Regions from separate parts of the Hordeum vulgare genome. Here region 2 is linked to region 1. The links are chromatin contacts, called in public Hi-C maps. All regions are on one chromosome and are shown on one strand. The core of a region is the stretch at or near the end of the contact, and the rest is flanking DNA. Distances in the headings are between cores, read along the strand shown. Region 1 holds the start of LOC123428222. Region 2 holds the start of LOC123428225.

Region 1 (6,976 bases), core at 2,878-5,377:
GCCGGCCATGGCACCGTCGCTGATTTTTTTTGTCAAAATGGTGCGGGGTGCACTGGGAGTGGGAGAAGATCAGAAGAAAGGGGGCGGGTTCTGCGTCATGGCCAACCAACCCAGCCACAGCCAGGAGACGTCAAGGCGGAGGTGATCGATGCCACTCTGGCTGCGGCACTGCTCCTCACCCTGAGCCCTAAAGCGATGAGCAGTGAGCCGGTGAGTGCGTCGCCATTGGATCAGCACCAGCTCAATCAGCAATCTTCCCGGGACACGTCACACGTGTTGAGTTTTAGCCGCAGGGAACCTAGGACGCACGTGAGGGCGGGCCGGTGAACCTGGACGCAAGGTCGGCCGGGTGTCCTTCGTGTGCGGTGGCCGGTGGGGTTCGCCGGCCGGGCATGGAGATGGATGGATAGATACCTTTGCGTGGTGTGCTGGAGTGGCGCGCGGATAGGCGGACAGGCCTAACTGGAGCCTCGGCTTTTGCCGCCAAAGCCATGGAAGAGGGCCCCTCCCGCGCCAATTATTGGAGCACCATTGATCCTCCTTTCTTCCTCCAGTGTGTGCTGGGCCGGTCGCAGCACTAGTTTTACTAGTAAAAAAATCCTCCACTACTCGTGGAGCTCCTGCATGCCAGGCAGAGATGCACGGTGCACATTCATACACGCCTGGGGCGTCTGGTGCCACCATCGCCGTCGATCCCATGGACTCGGCCGGCGATCGACCGAGCCGCGTCGAGGTCAAGAGAAACGGAAGAACCTTTGGAGAATTAGGTTAACCTAATTTGTCCCGGTAGTGCCGCGAATGATTACGGGCGCCGCGCTTTCCGCGACGTGACGTCAACGGTGATGAATTCGACCGCCGTCGCCGTCGCCGTCGCCGTCGGCGCGCTCGGCACGTAAGTGAACCCTTGGCAAGTGGCGACGTTCCATTTGTCCCTGGGCGCATCCGGGCGAGGCCAAAAGCCACCGCAAACCTCCTTTGCAAGCGCCAAAAGCCGAGACCCAACCAACCGGGCCGGACCACCCCCCGTCGCGCTGTCCTCTCCTCCCCGGCCCCCGTGTTTCGTCGCCTCCAGATTCCATCCTGGCATCGCCGCTCCAGCCCCAGTGGCCGGCCGTCCACTCGCCCCCCGGCTCAGATTCCCTCGTGTGTGTGTGTGTGTGTCGATCTGCGTTGCGTTCCGTCGATGCTCTGCGCCGATCTTTGGTGCGCCGTCACCGGCAGCATATATCATCTGTTGCGTACGCTGTCAGCTCCGTCGCACCGGCCGGCGGTGCTGGTCTGTGGTGCTCGGGTCACTCGGGGAGCATATCCGTTTGGCTCTGCCACCTACCTACCTCCTCCTAGTACTAGGCTCTGACTCCCCACGCACATTCCATCCACAGTTCCAGTGCTCTGCTTGCAGACTCCTGTGTGCTGATTCCTCTCCTGGTTCTTCAGCGGGACCGGCGGCGCGTCCCCGCCGGAGTACATGACCTCGGCGCAGTACGCGCCGGCGCCCCTCAGGATGGGGATGTACGAGCGCGCCCAACCGCCGCAGCAGCACCAGCAGCAGCAGCAGCAGCACCAGCTGCAGCCGGTGCTGGGCATGTGGAGCAGCGAGCCCTACAAGGTCGACAGCGGCGGCCAGGCCACCAGCGGGTCCAGCATCATGGAGCCCGACGCCAAGTTCGACCACGCAGGGGTACGTCAGTCAGTTATTACCGAATCTACGCTGGTTCATCGCTCTTTCTCTGCCATTTTCGAAGCTCATTTTGGCAGTGGTCTCTGCAGCTAGACGAAGATCCGCAGATGGACGAACTGGAGACGGCGGGCGACGCCGATCAGGAAGCCAGCAAGCCAAGAGAAAAGGTAACCATCATCAGATGTTTACCTGCATGCTACTGTACACTTAGTCTTTCTTAAATTAAATGTGCAATCAGGCAGTAGAGGTTACTGTTCTCCGAAGTACAATCAGCATCAGTTGTCCATTTCCCAAGCTAATCTGATGGATTCTTAATAAGAGATGATTCTATTCAGGTCTTGAGAAGACTCGCACAGAACAGAGAAGCTGCCCGCAAAAGCCGCCTCAGAAAAAAGGTACTTGCAAATTGAACATCGGAAGCCATGGCATGCTTCGTGTCGGTGACTGACTGACGCCATTGTTGTGCTCCTTCCTCCACCGCAGGCTTACATCCAGCAGCTAGAGTCGAGCCGGATAAAACTGGCGCAGCTGGAGCAAGAGCTGCAGCGCGCGAGGCAGCAGCAGGGGGTGTACGGGGGCAGCAACCCGGGGACGAGCCTGCAGCGCCACCACGGGGGCTCGGCCGGCCTCGGGTTCGCGGCGGCGGGGCAGATGATGGACCCCGGCGTGGCGGCGTTCGAGATCAAGTACGGGCACTGGGTGGACGAGCAGAAGCGGCACACGGAGCAGCTGCGGAGCGCGCTGCAGCAGGGGCAGGGCACGTCGGAGCTGGAGCTGCAGATGATGGTGGAGACCGGGCTCGCCAACTACGACGACCTCTTCCGGATCAAGGGCGCCGCCGCGCAGTCCGACGTCTTCTGCGTCATGTCGGGGCTCTGGAGGTCCCCCGCCGAGCGCTTCTTCCTCTGGATCGGCGGCTTCCGGCCGTCCGAGGTCCTCAAGGTACGTACGGTAGTGTTATTCAGTCAGAGTTCGTCAGAGGTCGGATCGGAATGACGATCACCGTTGTTATCGTCGTCGGCGGTGGTTGACCTGTGTGTGGGTGGCTGGCACGCAGATCTTGAGCCCGCAGCTGCATCCGATGACGGAGGCGCAGTCGGTGGCGGTGTACGGGCTGCAGCTGACGTCGGCGCAGGCGGAAGACGCGCTGTCGCAGGGGATGCAGAAGCTGCAGCAGACGCTGGCCGAGTCCCTGACCGACCCATTCGCCGCCCCCGACGCCTACATGGTCGGTGCCGTGGAGAAGCTCAAGGGCCTCGTCGGCTTCGTGCAGCAGGTACCAACTACCCAGCTTCTTCATGCGCCGATCAGCGCCGCCGTCGCTCGACCCATCCATAATCTGAAACTCTGAAGATTAACTTATGGCATGCATTGTCGTCGTCGGCGTTGCAGGCGGACCACCTCCGGCTGGAGACGCTGCAGAACATGCACAGGATCCTGACGACGCGGCAGGCGGCCAAGGGCTTGCTCGTGCTGGGGGACTACTTCCAGCGCCTCCGCGCGCTCAGCACGCTCTGGGCGGCCCGCCCGCGCGAGTCGGCCATAAGCTAAACTCTACTTCCTACTCACTTAGCAATGGCGGAAGCAGAGAAAGGTCGATGATGGCGCAGAAGAAGGTAGTACGTACGTACGTAGTAATCCATCCGCTGGCCAGCGGAGGACGAAGAGATCATCCATCTCGCTGGGTTGAAGGGAGAACCGGAGACGATCGAGGTAGGCATTCAGAGCCGCGCCGTATGTAAGCGCGCGCGCGCGTACGTGCTCGCTATCTTGCATATTTTCCAGATGATGACAGGGTAAACCAGGGTAATTAATCAGAGGTGGGCTGATCGAGGATGTGTAAATACTTCATATTTTGGTGTGATGATGGTGGATGGTGTAGCGATGAAATTGCTATAAGAAATTACACAGGGAGGAATTGTAGCGCTGGTGATCCGGTATATATCATGTAATTGTTTGTGGTTAGGGTGTTGATCGTACTGTATATGGAGGAAATGTTTTGGTAAAGCGCATCTAAATGTGCTCTCTAAGTCATATGCCAATCGATCTTAGGTCATGATTCATGCGGGTATTTTCTTTTTTCTTTCTTTTTTTATATGATTGGGTCAATTAGATGGAAAATAACTAAGGCATATAGACCCATGGAGTAAAGTGACCTAGCCGGTTCACTTTGTTTCTGAACAATGTAGGAGCTTGAATCCCCAATTTCATTTTGGTAGAGTTATGTTGTGACCCCAATTTATATTGTAAGGAAAGGAGGGGAAGATGGGAGGGGGAGGAGCCGCGCCCATACCGTGGCCAAGATTATTGCCAATGTGATAGGCTATAATTGTATTGTCTTCCATAAACAACTTCATTTGAGACCCAAAGTGTTCATAAGAATTTGAGTAAATTGCACACCACTTTGAAGGCTAGGTTTGCCAAAAAGCACTATAATACATTTTTTTTGGTAAAAAACACCATGTCTTCAGTAATCTTTTTGCACAAAACATTGATCGACGGATTTGCCTCGACTGAGCATGTTTATGACAGATGGGGCCCGCCAGTCATGTTGATGGGGCATCGTTTAACATCTTACATGTAACGACGACAATTGGTAACGTTATCATCATGTGTGAACATGTGGGGTCCACATGTCGTTGAAAGAAATGAAGGAAAAGAGTTTGGTTCCTCTTAACAGTGTACCCCCAAATCTCGTTCACCACCCCGCCGCCGCCCGAGGTAATGTCCGCCGTCGTCGTTGTTGTGCCCAAGTGGATGCAGGGGCCGTCACACGTCTCGACCCCGACCTAGGCAGGGGCCGCCATCGCCGCTCTCGACCCCGACTGAGGCAGGGGCCACCGTCTAGTTGCCGCATCGAGGGGAAGGCAAAGGACGCCACCAGTCCCGCCCCTGCCCCCGTCCAAGGGGAGGCCTTCCGCCACACGCCGAGGACACTATGCGCGCACTCCAGGACGACTAAATCGCCGGGGTCGCCGACCTCATCCAGGTTCATACGGCACTCGCGGCCATGGTTCTACGCCACTGTACCTAGAGTTGTTCCCGCGTGCCCTGCCCATGGGAACTCGACCGGCAACTCGGAGGTCGCGGGACGGCAAGGAGTGGGCGCGGAGGTCGCCGGACGACAACGAGTGGGCGGGAAGGTCGCGATACGGGCCGTCGTCCGTCTCTATTCTTGCGAGATTCTGGCTCGAATTGGAGCGGACGAGCACGAATCTATGGGGCGGAAGGGGGCGGCCCCTCGATTCTTGTCGGATCCATGAGAGGGCTGCTTAACAGCGACGACGTTCTTGGAGCTCAGGCGCCATGGCAATGGGCGGCGCCGGCGCTCCTGCATGCTTCTGGTCGGGAGAGAGAGAGAGATTAGGGAGGAGAAAATACCGTGATGAAATGCTGACAAGTAGGCCCTGTCCAGCAAAATGGTTCGACGTAACAGTGTTAGAAATTTTAAGCCACATCAGCCTGACTAACGGCCCCATCTGTCATAAACATACTTAGCCGAGGCAAATCCACCGATCAATGTTATTTGCAAAAAGATTACGGTAGACATGATGTTTTTTGAAAAAAAATGTATTGTAGTGTTTTCTCCAAACCTAGCCTTCAAATTGATGGTTTTATGCAATTTACTCTAAAAAATTTATGTATGCCTATACGTGACGTGATTGTGAAGAACACCACCCCCCCCCCCCACCACCACCTCCTCCTCGAGGTTTGGACTCTAAGAAAGCTTTTGACTCGGTTAGATGAGAGTATTTGCTAGACCTAATGCATAAAGTAGTGTTTCTACAAAGGTTTATGGATTGGTCGACGCTCTTTCTCACACTTCAAACTCTTGTACCTTCTTACTAGGTTTCGAAAAACCCGATTCAACATGACAGAGGATCACATCAGTGAGAACACTTATTGTCGTTCTTGTTCGCCTTTGCCATAGAGTATTGACTCCTTCCAACATATTTTAGATTTGGGGACAACCAACGGGGTTTTCATAGATTGAGAGGAGAGTGCAAACGTACGCACCTCGCTCTATGACGATGCGGCGACCTTCATCACATATATGAGGATATTAATATGCTTGAAAACATTCTACATAGCTTTTGCAATGTCATTGGCCTTGTTACAAACATGCATAAGAGTTCATTGGCCCCATAAAATGATGTGATATTAACTTAGATGTCATTGTTTGCGCTCGGTTGACTTTCCAACACTTTGTCGACAAGATTGCGTGCAATGTTATGCGTGGACATGGGAAATTTAAGACGATGACAGAATGGGGCACATTTATTAGATTGGTAATTATGTATCAACATCGATTGTGTTACTTGAAGGTATTTTCAAGTTTGTAACCAAATTGCAACGAGCTCCTTTCTGGGTAGGATTCAATAAGGGTGTGTTTATTTCCTCGCATTAGGTCGGGCCAGGCCTGCGCGGGAAGAATATGACCCATTTGGTTGCCTAGGTCGCATCCAATTCGTGGCCTGCACGAACCTCAAAGTAGGTCTGGGCCTTGCTCTAGAGGAACGATTGAACCGGCCGTTTTTTGCAAGCCAGGCTCGCTCGAGCCACGCGTGGCGAGCGCCTGCATGCCTTGGGACGCACAGGAGACAAGGCAACTCCTCATAACTCCACACACCCTCTCCCGTCACCTCCCTTGCTAGTTCACACCCACTCCCTCTCCCATCACCTCTCTTGCCAATTCACACCCACTCCCTCTCTGTCACCTCACCGCCCGTTCGGTTTCTTCGATGGCCACGCCGTCGTCTCAGCGTGCCCCACCCACTCCGGTCATCATCAGCAACAATCCCATCCAAGAGAGGTGGGTTGACGGCCTCTCCGCAACCGTAGTAGATCTGTCGTCGGCACTGCAAGCTCCCTCCCCTTTCTGCACCATGCCGCCGCCCGGGGCCAATGCAGCGCCGGCGCTGATCGCTCCAACTCCGCTACCGGAGCCAGTGATCCTCTCCATCGGCTCGGACATCACGGGGATCCAATACCCGTCGGCGTCGTCCTTTGCAGGCCCCTCTTATGGGGGTATTTTTACCCCTGTACGAGGGTTTTCTCCTCTGCGTCCGGCGCAAGGGGAGGGGAGCTCCAGGATGCCGACGTCATCTTTGAGTAGGCATAGGATGAGGTCCACGGCCACGGGAGTCGGAATGGCCGGCTCCTCTTCATCGACGGCGCCAACACCCCTCTTCCCGCCGGGGTTGTCACCACGGTCGGCGTACGCTACACCGGCAACCCCCACTGTAAGCTCTCAAATCCCCCTATGCTTCTTAGTTAAGGTTCTTAGGGTAGTTC
Region 2 (6,976 bases), core at 2,114-4,613, 270 kb before region 1:
AGCATCTATAATATCCAGCATAAGTTTCCCATCATCATAAGCTTTTACACCAACAACGCCATCACTTCTAGTCTCCTTAGCACTCTGTTTAACAACATAAACAGATAAGTAAACATTGAAATATGAAAATTAAGTGCCATCAACTTATTTGTAGCAGCCTCTCTATCAATAGAAAGTCTTTCTCCAATGTTGGTATTGTGGAGTTTTTAAAGGTGGAAATACATACCTCGTCTTTAGGAATATCATGTTCCACTTGTAGTAAATATGTCTCAGCAAGAGATTTCTGTTCACCTACATCAGCACCTAATGGATCCTACAGATAAAGATTTATTCAATTAGACGATCCTACCAGCGTCCTTATTCGATATACTTAGAAACAGCATCATAAAAAATACAGAAGCAAGACAAGACATAAAAGAAAAGGTTAGTCAGGTTATGCTACATGGAACAACTAGTGGTGTGTTACTATGAAGTAACTTACTATCTAGTGGTTCTAAAACTTCACAGTGATAAAACTCAAGGTCAATATACTATCAACTCAAAATTGCTCAAGAGCGCCAGCTCTACATGTTAAAAAATTCCAATCGAATAAAAATTCAGAAGTCACAAACATACATACTACCTCCTTTCGGGTTTATAAGGCTTGCGCATATCCCTAGGTTGATAAATAGACCATCGTAATACAAGTTATATATCACAAAAAATATGTCATTAGAAACTTCAAATCGTCTACTTTCTAATGGTATAATTTTTAGACTATACATCTCATTTTAACTTGATCAAATTATAAATCTAGGGATACGTGCAAGCCTTATAATCTGGAAAGGAGGTAGTAGATGATAGTACTGTTAAACAACAAGCTGTGACAGGTGCATGACTAATCATGCTTTTCTAAGCTAGACTAGATTACTGGAGGATTTCATTCAGATCTCCATTTATAGATATTTCTTCTGCGTAAATCATAAACCTCTACAGTGTATAATCTACAAAAACTGAAAGCAACACATTAATCCTTGGAAAGCCTATAGAATCCATCGAATTACCAATTTGGAATGAGAAAATAGAAGTACTTTGATATACTCCCTCCGTCCCAAAATAAGTGTCTCAAGCTTAGTACAACTTTGTATTAGAGCTAGTACAAAGTTGAGACGCTTATTTTGGGACGGAGGGAGTACCAATCAACATGCAAATGATGATAAATCGGTGGTTATATAAAAAAAAGTTCAGGACTAACTCAAACCTTTTGTACTTCAGCCGTTGTTGGGCTTGATTCTACTGGAGAAACTGTGCTACTTATCTTGTCAGCTTGTCCAGGAGGAACTTCACCGGCTGCCCCATCATTTACAACAGTGGGCTTTATGTCAAAAGAGAGAGTATCTTGAGACGGCAGTTTAGTATCAGCTCCACGCTCATCTTGAACTGGCAGTGTTCCCTGGGTGACAGTTTCTGTTTCTTTTTCTTCTGCAGGAGTAGGCTGCTCGCCAGCAGTTGGAATCCCTTCAGCTGGAAGGTCCTTAGGTTTATCCTGAACAATGCCATTGCTTGGATCCAACATGGTTTGTTTCTGATCAACCTTTTGTTCAAAAGGGGACTTCATATTTTCATACATCTTTGTGAAATTTTGCTCCCTGATGGTCGAAGGCAATTTTTCATCCATAAACGGAAGGTCTATGTAGCCAGCTTGATAAGCAGCCATACCAGCAGCACCAACAACCAGAGTTCCAAGCACAAACTTTGGAAACTTGCTTCCAGACTGAGAAGGTTCTTCTTTAGGTCCAGGGACAGATTTCTGTGCTGAACCCTGTTGGGGTGCTTTTGTTGAGTTTCTTCTGGATTGCAGGAATGTTGGACTTTGGGCCTGATAAATAGGTTATTCTGTCATTTTCATGCAGTTCAGGCCAACCGGCAATAGACAGAGAAATTTGCAAGGATACTCCCAATTATTGTGCAAACTTCCAAAGCTAAGGAATGGGCTCAATGAGAAAATACGGTTGCAAAAGCATTACAAACCTTAAAACCAAAATTTTGTGCATTCATTGCACGTGGAAAGTCACTGCATTTATGTAAGCATACGTAGGGAGCACATGAAAGAAAAAGACCTAGAAATGATTTTTGACAGGTCCAATCAAGTACTGACAATATTACTAATGAATAAGTAACAATGTAACACTACAAAATAGCACAAGAAGGTGTGATCCGATTTTCTTCCAGAAGCATTCATCAAAGGTTGGCGAGTAATCAGTGTTCCATATGAAAAATAAAACAAACAGCATACTTAGCAAAATAAGTACAGATAACATGATTCAGGTCATAATGTGAGCCCAATCTAATTGGATTCTTTTATTACCAATTAGGGTAATGTCAACTCCTATTCAGTTCCAAACATTGCTATATGTACCACTACATACAAATGTGTATGTGACAGATTTGCGCGGAAACCAGATATTTACTCAGTTCAATAGTACCTTCTGCAATTTTATCGAACAAAAAAAAATCCCCCTAATCAATCAAGCCTGTAAATACCAATGAAGAATCAAAACACTCTATTCCTTGGTTTAACCACATTTTCCTAGTGCTTTCGCCAATGCAAGTAAACAAATTGTTCACTTAGGGTCCTCGACATCATCCTAAGGGCCTACAAAAGCTCAACAAGTAGACCGGTTCACATGACACAGCAGTGTGCTCCGAATACAGAGAGTCATTATAGTTAATTAAACAGAGGAACGCAAACGGGCGATGTTAATTAAAAACATATGACAGGACGAGCAGCATTCCCAAACTAATCAAACAGGAACACCGTAACACAATCCCTCCATCGACAGCTTAATCAACGAATCCACCAATCCAAAACCGCCCCTGGTAAGCTCTCACGCGCAACCGAATTCTCAAACCCAACACACGCCTGCCAGAGCGAAGCTATTCTACCAACTGAAACCACCGGAGACCGTCCTAACGTGCATCGAGCCATGAAACATAGCGGGGACGCTTAATTACCTCGCCGGAGATCGGCCTGGGGATCCTCCGGAGGGACCGCAGCGGGTACAGATCCCGCACGCACCTGCGAGAGCAGAGAGAGCCGGGCATTAGGCGCGGAAACCCTAATTCGGCGGGGCGGAAACCTAGGTCGGTGCCCGTACCGGCGCAACATGGCGGGCGATGCCGGGGGAGGCCTCCGCCTCTCGGTCTGCTCGCCGCCGGGGAGGGTGGAGGAGGCGGAAGAGCGACGCGGCTCCGATCGTCCTGCAGGGTCACCGCCTTGCGCCGCGGGGGCGGGCCGGCGACGGCGGGGAGAGAGGGGGGAGCGGCGGGGGGAGAACGGGGAAGACGGCCGTGTGACGCGGCCTGGTTATGTGCGGCTTCGGGAGAATACGAGGCTTTCTTCTGGTAAAAATAAAAGGAATTGTTTTTCGAGTGGATGGTAAAAGGAATTACAGTATTTTTCTAGAGTATATTGCAGAAGTCGACTTCCCCAAACTTTTCCTCTGACACATATGATAAGCAATTCAAATAATTTTAAAAAAAAAAATCCTTGTCGCAAATATTCCAGAGCGAATCGCTTCTTTCCTTCAGGTGAAGAAGAAAAAAAAAGTGATCTCGCCGCCGCCACAAGGAGCGCTTTCTTTCATTGCCGTCCTTCGACGGCTCTCCTCCTCCGACGACCACGGTCGTTGATGGATGAGGGAGCGTCAGATTCACACGTGTGGATGTTTTAACTTTAGTAGGTTAGATTTTGGGTTGTTCATTAGCATGGCTTCGGTGGCGATAATTACGATGTTGAATAAAGATTCTTCAGATCCCGCCCCGAGCAGGTGATCGGTCTTGTGATTGGGGTTGAATTTAACAACAGCCACCGTAGATTGTTCAAGCAAGAACGATGCGACGGTGACGGCGTCCTTGTGGTGGACCTGTACACTCGGGCTTCTCTGTTGCATCGGTTTGGAGCTTGTGAGGTAGTCCAGGAACGAATGTAGATTGTGGACTGCATCGACGACATCTGAAAGATGGTGGATCAAGTGCTAAGTTCGTGGTTTGTTGATGGAAGGTATGGTTTCCTCCTCCGACATATTAGTAATGTGGGGGTGTTAGATCTAGAGTTTGATGGCATGTTCGGATTATTGCCCCCAGTCCGATTCGTTCAATGGTAACGATTTCGTCTTTGACGAGCCACATTAAAGGTCCGCGAAGGTACATATCAGCGATGGAGTAGCGTTAAGCTCCGGCGTGAAGGTGATCCGTTATTTTTTTCTTATGATGGCTGTTGTGATGGTGTGAGAAGCAGATGACGAACATTGGTGTCAAGCTGAGAGGTTTTTTTTTGTCTTGTTTGTAATTTTACATCTTGGTTGGTGTGTTTTTTTGTAAAGGCTAGTGTTTTGCTTTTTTTGTATTCCTATCAAATTGGTATATATGTGACTTGTATTATGATCCTATACAAACAACCGTTGGTATGCAACAAAAGATACTTCACCATTTTCATATCCGAAGACCATGCATGGTAGGAACCGTCCATCAATAACACCAACCAACCTGCTGGTGGAGGTGGCCGTGGTGGCTCCGGGGGAAAGTATCAAGTGCTTCCAGCCTTGTAGTACTCTCCGTGTTCTAATGTCAACAAATATTTTAAAATGTTTTAACGAAATTGAAAAAAATGTAAATATTCACAATAAACGTCACTACATCCCCTAAAAATTTCAGGTCCAAAATCGAAAGACACTATTCAGATTTGGATTCTTTTTTTTTCCTCAATGTGTGTTTCAAGTTTGGACCTGAAACTTTTAAAGCTTGTAGTAATATTCATTATTAACACTCATATTTTTTCCAAAAAAAATTAAAGCATTATTTTTTTTCTTTTACATTGAAGTATTGGAAATAACCCAAGGCTGGAGCACCAGATACTTTTCCGTACCTCCGATGGTCGTTCCTTATCTTGTTGAACCCGCACAATTAAAGGTTTTCCGTATGAGCATTGCTTTTGATGATTTGTTCTATGATGAACTACCGAGCAATGCAAAATGAGCTTAGATAGCTGCATATATACACCTTCAATGTTTTCATTGGAGGGATTTCCTTGCCGGGAATTAGCCCATTACGGAGATGCAGGAACAAAGCCAGCATTCGTGCATAGAAAGAACAAGTTTGTTCATGAAGGATGCAAAGCTTTCATGGGGTGGTTTTCTTAGGCTACAACAGCCGCTACCATAGAAGAAGGAATCATTCGTTAGGGGCCTAGACCATCACTTTGTCAAAAAAATTGAATTTTCATCGGGGGAGGAGGGGAAAGCCCCTCAACCACCTCAATATATTGCTTTAAAGGGGAGGGGAAAGCCCCTCAACCACCTCAATATATTGCTTTAAAGGGAAGGGGGAACCCCCTCCCCCCAACTCGAGTGACAGATTTACACACAGAGATGAGAAAGCCACAGGAGGGGACGCCGGCCAAGAGGTAGGCCGTTAGGTATCTAAACACACTAAGCGCACTGAGCCACACATCAATATGCGATCACTCCACAGTTTTCATCCTGCCTGCCACAGCACCGCGTCGTCAAGGTAGGCTTTCAACGTTGCAGCTAGAGATGGCGTGTCGTCCTGGAACACCACAGTGTTCCTCCGCTTTCAGAGCCTCCAACAGCAGTGGAGGACGAAGGCCTCTGGAGAGGCGTCACCAACCGCGCCCGCAACATCGAGGAGGTGAAGGGCACTAACCGAGGCGCCCTCCGGCGACACACCGAAGCACCTCCAAAACAGCACCGCGAAGGGACTCCCAAAAATGAGGTGATTGGCGGTCTCCAGAACCATCTCCCAGCACGGGCACCCAGCATGGTTTTGCAGAGGAGCACGTCCCCCGTGTGGATGTGCGACAGGGACAACAGCCACCCGAAGAACTTGACGCGCGAGGGGGGCAATTGACTACTGGAAGGTGGCCGTCTCAACCCCCACGCCGCCGAGGCGGTGCAGGGCATATACCGCTCTGGCCGAGAACCGCCCCCGGTCCCAAAGCAAAGGGGGGCCAGCGGAGAGTCCAGAGACTTGTTTCCAGGGCAACCATCCATGAGCCGCTGGACGTCAACACAATCATTTTATCAATCTTAAGATGACATATATCGGCTTAGTCTTTCGGAGATACTCGTAAGGATAAGGTATGTTATATTCATAGGAATGAATATATGCGCATCTGGATCCGTATTGTGTTTTAAAAACGGCACATGGATTTGAATATTTTGCTTAAAGGATACACATGGTGATCGCTGTGCAACAGTGCAAGGCAAGTGACCGTTGTCAGTTGCAACTCCAGCAGTCGTGCATAGAGAGGAGTTTGTTCATGAAGGATGCAAAGCTTTCATGGAGTGGTTTCTTTTGGCTGCAGCAGCCACTATCATGGAAGAAGAAATCAATGGCTTAATCTTTCAAAGATGCACGTAAGGATAAGGTCTGCGTGTATTCGTAAGAATGAATATATGTGCATACATATAAACTTCCGCGTCTGCGTTTGTATTGTGTTTTAAAAAAGGACATGAATTTGGATATTTGTTTGAAAGATACACGTGGTGGTCGTTGTGCAACAGTGCAAGACAAGCGACCGTTGTCAGTTGCAACCCCATCACTGTAAACAGTGTCATCCTCACCACGGCCGGGATCACGGGTGATCCTTCAGGAAGGCGAGGAGGAGCTCGTTGACCTGCGCCGGGAACTGCTCCTGCACGAAATGGCTGCCCTCCGGGACGAAGGCGACCTTGAGGTCAGGCGCGAAGCCGGCCATCATGCCGCCCCTCACGGCGGCCTCGAACCCCGGCAGCTTCATGACGTAGTCGTTCTCCCCCATCACCATCAGCACCGGCACCTCGAACCTGGCGTCCAGCTGGGTCGCCATCTTGTCCAGTGACCCGTACGGCATTCTGATCGGGTATCCGAAGCCGGAGTTCTCGTAGAGCTCGGCGTACACGTCGAGGTCCGCCTCCGTGAACCACTCCGGCAGCGG

The links. Hi-C and Micro-C count contacts between places; a contact is called where the count stands out from the background.
Region 2: a Hi-C map of leaf shows a contact between it and region 1, with 1.6 times the contacts expected there. The contact joins the promoter of LOC123428225 here to the promoter of LOC123428222 in region 1. A contact is called at or near these places in 2 of 6 Hi-C or Micro-C datasets (leaf and seedling).

Annotation. Positions count from the first base shown.
Region 1 is chr2H:640,448,323-640,455,298 of MorexV3_pseudomolecules_assembly, reverse strand. It overlaps LOC123428222, which reads left to right and starts at 4,127. Exons shown (of 1, transcript XM_045112412.1): 1 at 4,127-5,261. The coding sequence starts at 4,315. The coding sequence ends at 4,944. It overlaps LOC123428221 (transcription factor TGAL6-like), which reads left to right. Exons shown (of 8, transcript XM_045112409.1): 3 at 1,438-1,681; 4 at 1,771-1,848; 5 at 2,017-2,076; 6 at 2,165-2,623; 7 at 2,739-2,957; 8 at 3,074-3,688. The coding sequence ends at 3,232.
Region 2 is chr2H:640,721,140-640,728,115 of MorexV3_pseudomolecules_assembly, reverse strand. LOC123428225 reads right to left here and starts at 3,363. Exons shown (of 12, transcript XM_045112415.1): 1 at 3,138-3,363; 2 at 2,995-3,058; 3 at 1,241-1,858; 4 at 227-313; 5 at 1-84. The coding sequence starts at 3,148. It overlaps LOC123431115 (epoxide hydrolase B-like), which reads right to left. Exons shown (of 3, transcript XM_045114949.1): 3 at 6,418-6,976. The coding sequence ends at 6,635.